Regions from separate parts of the Gossypium hirsutum genome. Here region 2 is linked to region 1. The links are chromatin contacts, called in public Hi-C maps. All regions are on one chromosome and are shown on one strand. The core of a region is the stretch at or near the end of the contact, and the rest is flanking DNA. Distances in the headings are between cores, read along the strand shown.

What was found. Hi-C and Micro-C count contacts between places; a contact is called where the count stands out from the background.
Region 2: a Hi-C map of leaf shows a contact between it and region 1, with 1.8 times the contacts expected there. The contact joins the enhancer-like site here to the promoter of LOC107945938 in region 1. A contact is called at or near these places in 2 of 34 Hi-C or Micro-C datasets (both in leaf).

The regions. Positions count from the first base shown.
Region 1 is chrD12:42,271,487-42,274,172 of Gossypium_hirsutum_v2.1, forward strand. It overlaps LOC107945938 (protein LATE ELONGATED HYPOCOTYL), which reads right to left and starts at 1,384. Exons shown (of 10, transcript XM_041106785.1): 1 at 1,012-1,384; 2 at 700-725; 3 at 250-441; 4 at 12-123. The coding sequence starts at 288.
Region 2 is chrD12:42,437,131-42,439,816 of Gossypium_hirsutum_v2.1, forward strand. No RefSeq gene overlaps it. Among protein-coding and RNA genes, the nearest start is that of LOC107945935, 4.7 kb to the left of the region's middle. Within about 2 kb of position 1,366, at least 3 of the 9 cell types and tissues checked have an H3K27ac peak or open chromatin away from gene starts, as enhancers often do. A contact at or near this core is called in leaf, where this site is marked.

The sequences.
Region 1 (2,686 bases), core at 134-2,633:
CAAGTAAACACCTTCAATGCGTTGCCAAGCTCGTCCATAGAGCTTCAAAGCCTCTAGGAACCTATTATGCTCCTCCTCAGTCCATCTTTCACGTTGTTTGGTAATAGTATAAGGCTTCCTAGTCTATCATTCAACATAAAAGTTCAATGGTCCAAATAATAACAACAAAACCTCCATTTTTTACAAGTCTAACAAGCAAACCTTAAAAGCAAAAAATAAAAATACTCAATTTATTTTGATAATTAATACCTTAATAACGAGTTCTTCCCCAGAAGAGTATGTGTCCATTGACAGGACCTGGGCAGCGCTACCGCTGCTTCAAATCCTCTCTAACGAGCAACGGGTAAAACACAAACCTCCTTTCATTTCTTTGGACATTCAATACTACAAATAGTAAAGCCGTTTTTGAACTCCACAAAACCTGATGACTGCTATTTACTACTGCAAAAACACAAAAGCCAACGACAACAATCGATAGAGATCCGTCTCTGTTTTCTATTACTACTCCAACTAATATTACTGCCTCATCATTTAATAAATTTTTACTAGTTTAATTAACATATAGTAAACTTCAGGTGAAAGCTAACTATCCAGAGAATTAAAATAGAAATAAAAAATTTAAGTATCCACCGTAACAGAGAGAAGAGACGGCTTCTTCCAATTAAATTAAAACAAAATTCCTTTATTCAGAATCCTCACCAAAACGAACCCGTAGACACCAATACCTTTCGAGAAATGACAAAAAAAAAGAAGTGTTAATTAGTAATCAATAACACACTCCTACTTTCTCGTATTAGTAACAACCAATAACAATAATTCTTTACCTTCTGTTTGGTTACCAAGAAAAAAAAACAAAAGAATTCAATCGTTTTCCTTTTTGTCTCTCTACTCAACTTCGTATAAACAACTTAATTTTTTTAAAACTCAGCTGAGCAGAGCGAAAACGATCATTTTAAGCAACCAAACGGAGAGCAAACAAAGCCCTAGAAATGAAGTGCAAACTGAAAATACCTCGAGAAATAGCCATGGAGGATGAGAACACTGGAAACAACGATCACGCATGAAAAAATGAGTTCACCGGAAACCAGTCGGAAAATTCATAGTTTCCGGCAATGAAAAAAACATCGGAATCTACAGAAATTGGAAAAGCAGAACTTGAAGAAAGCAAAGCAAAAGAAGTGAAAACAAGCTCTTCTTTTTGTGAGAATTAAAACACAAAAAAGACTACGAGAAATCTCAGCCACTATAATTTCATGTGGATTTATTTTTCTGGAAAATTTTTGAAAATAAAAAAATTTTGGGGGAGTTTAATTTGAGGCTGGAAAAGAGTGAACGGTATGTACAGAACATAGAGATGCATTAGATGTTGCCAAGCGGCAGTAATTTAGTGGCTGATTCAACTAAAGCCCACCCTTGCGCTTTTTCCCTTAATTTTTTAGTTTTTCTTTTTGCCCTTTGGCCAATAGCTCCTAATTCCTACCTTCGTCTTCGAATTTCAGCCACAAGTTGCTATGCTCTTTGGGGTTAAATCCGTAAAATTGACTCTAGCTTTGCCACGTGGTGCCCGACGTCAACGTTTTGGCGATTCGTGGCACAGGTGGTCAGTACGTGGCGGTTCAGGGGCTGCTGCGGAGTCAAAAGCCACCGGGTTTGCGACCATATTAGCCAGGATCTACGGTGATGATTTTAAGATTGCATCACATTCCTATGCATTGCTCCCTTTTTCGTTCTTTCTTTTTCTCTTTTTCTTTCCTTATGTGATAAGAATAGCAGCTTGGGTTATCGGTTCAAGCTATAAGAATAAAAGTATGATAATCAAAATTTAGATTTGGGTTTTATAAGACTAAAGTTGTTTATATATATTTTTTAATATATAAGATAAAATTTACCGGAATGGGTCACTTTAAATTTTATTTATCGGAATGGGCTAAAAAACCCAAAACGTGCTTACGTGGAAACATTTTAAGGGGACACGCTTTCCCCGTGTCAACAAAAACGCACTAATGTGGACGCGCTTTTGCTCGTTCTCAAATTAAATTTTCAAAAAATATCATTTTTTTAAATATTATAAAAATATACCAAATTTTTTTAAAAATTTACGAGAATAAAGGCTTAAAGTGACAACATCATTTTTTTTAAAAGTGTCACCAATTAATATGGAAATAAAACTTACAAAGCAAATCCTTATATAAACTCAAAGTCTCATTTCCCTTGTTTTCTTAAGCAATGTGGGATATGAGATATGTGTATATATAGACTAATGAATAGGTTTGTAGCTTGTTCTTAAACAATATGATATTTTTCCCTCTTTTAACTAACAACATGAGATTAAATGCTACACATATTTTATAATTTTGTTTACAAAACAATTTCTATTTTTTTATATTTTGTTAACATTTTCTCATATCATAAAATTATCTTTTGAGATCTTTAATCTTGTTGCATTTTAGAATTGTTAGCATATACAAAAGAACTATTAAAAAAAAAACAAATTGCACATATAAAACTTGTACATGCAATAATCTTCTATTCAATTTTAAATGTTTGAAGTTAATATCAATGCAATTCTAATTTTTAAAATAATTTTCCATGATTTAAATTTAGAAGTTATACTTTTAATTTTTTTATTTTTTTATTTTATATTATAAATGTTTGATTAATAAATAAATGGTGAGTATTTTGTATT
Region 2 (2,686 bases), core at 116-2,615, 170 kb after region 1:
CATTTTTCTTGTAGGATAATTCTGCGAAAAATGTTCTTCTGTTGTTGTTTACCATATTTAAGGGATATATATATAATAGATGTCATTGGCCTAGAGAAAGGGGAAAGCTGGAGAACCCTTATGATGGATATTCATTTTATGCTGGTTCAGCATATAGTTTATTATGCTAATACTGTGATACAAACATTGAGTATAATGGTAAGTTATATTATACTTTTAAGAAAAAAATTCAAATTTAAAATACGAAATGATATTATTAAAAGGGACAGTGACGAATCTCAAAAAGATTATAATCTTTATGAATCATAAAACCAAGATAAAATATATATTCAACTTACGAGTGTATGTGGCAAGCTCAAATAAAGCCTTTTGTGTGGTTGCCATTGTTGAGATGATCACATTGCAATCGTATGTACTTTTGCCACTGTAACATGTGTATATATATATATACTTGGGAAGACACCCCTTTAAGCACTTCTTGAATTCCCTCACAGTGATGCACAGTGAGATGCTTCCTAGGAAACCCAGTTTTCCCCAATGTGTGTGCATATATATTTGATGGTTCCATGATGCTTTGATAACATGGGAAAAGTTAGTGCCTAGTGTATAATAGTGTAGTGTAGCTAGTAGTACCATTATATAAAAATGAAAGATTAAAGCCATAGATGTTGGAAAGGTTTTATATATAAAAAGGATTAAAGATATAATATTTAATTTTATTACTAGATGGGTGAAATTATTGTTAAAAAAAAGATTCATTAGTTTCAATCACAAAGATTCCTAAACTACACTCATAAAGAAAAAGAAGGCATTGAAAATTGAAATCCCTATAAAGAGAGCAATACATAGGTTTAATAGGCATAATTGATGATAATGATAAAGAAACCACATGTGCAAGCTACAAAGTTGATGAAGAAAAGTATAAAAATTAATTAAACTGTGTTCTTTCTTTTCTGGTTTTCACTGTCTAGTTTAAAAGGGAAAATTTTTTATTTTATATTTTGGAAGCTTAAAATTATAATTTTTTTCATTTTAATTCGAGGGTGTAAGAGAGGAGTGAGCATATATGTTTTTTTTACATGATGCCTAAAATTAATTATATTCCCACCCCAACTCTTAAATAATAAGATAATTTATTTCAACGCACTCAAACTCACATATTTCTGCATTAGTAATAATGTTAATGCCCAATATTTAATTTTTGGGATTAGACTAAATTTCTAAATCTTCCCAAATGGTTACGCCTTTCGTGCAGATCAGAATTTATCCGACAAGGAATTTCGCTACCTTAAGACCGCTATAGTTAAGACCGACATTCACCGACTACCCTATCATCAAGTCACCAACTTTCTTGACCTTCCAGCATGTGTCAACCCTCATACATTGTCTTACGACTCTACAGAGAACTATATTTTGGATAAACAGTGGCCCGAGCCTAGTCACGAGACAAATCAACTTTGGAACCATCGATTGAATTTTAGTTGAACCTGGTTTTGGTGTCGAAATTTTATGCATAAAAAGAATATAAAATTGGGTTTTTGTTTAATTTGGGTCCCATTAGGGTTATCAATTCTTAAACCCAAAATCAGTTTTCAAAATTTTTTTGATAGTCAAACTAATTTCGAAGCCTGGTCTTCCATTTCATTTAGGCCCAATTAGAGGTGGTCCAAGTTTTCTATTTTGAATCTGAAGCCCAAAATCATTTTTAAACTAGATTTTGAAATCAAGCCCATATTTAAATCTATTTTTCTTTGAATATTTTTGCATTGGCGGGGAGGGAGGAATCGATCTTGTTCTTTAGAAAAACTGTCAGAGATGTCGGACGATGGGCTGTCGACGGGGCTGGTTTAGTTTCTTTTCCCAGTCATGAAAAATTGGAAGTCTTAAAACAGTGAAAATTCACCATCAAAGTTTTGTTATTTAATGTTCCATCTGAAACAAAAGTTAAGACCAAGACATGAACAAATCACCCATCATTGTCTTCATGCCCATTTTTTCCAACAATCAAAAAGTAAAATCTTGAAACCATAGCAGCAACAATACTAGCCCAGAGATGTTTGGTGGTATCCAAAGCACTTGATCCTTTCTTCCCTTTCTCCTCTTCCACCATTTCCACCGCTTCCAATTTGTTATCCCCGTTTTGCCTCCAATCTTCTCTTGATTCCCCAACATACCCTTCCTCCCTCGACCAAGGCTTCACAGGACGCAGAGTTTGACCACCCGAAAAACAAGAAACCGAACACACATTTTCATTTTTATCAACAAACATTTCTAGGTCTTTACTGAAATGAGGATCTATTTTGTTGTTAAGAAACAAGCCACTATGTCGTGAAGCCCTGATCAATCATTTGTGAGCTTCGAAATGAAGAAATGGAACTTGAGCATATATTCGAGCTTTCCGGCGATGAAGTCGTGCCGGAGAATAATCTGAAATCCATGGCTGCCGTTCAAGCTAGAGTTTTTAAAAAAATATAGGGAAATTTTAACCATTTAATCACCGTTGAGTAATAATTGTGAGTCTCGAAACCACTTATTTGAAAAATCAAAATTTTTTATCGACTTATTAAAAATAAAAATGGGGAGTCGCCACTGATATTTTATTAAGGTGTGATCGATTCACCATTAAAAATAAATTTTAGGTCTGCGAGATTTGAGACAATAGGTCCGGGAGTCTGTTACGCACGAG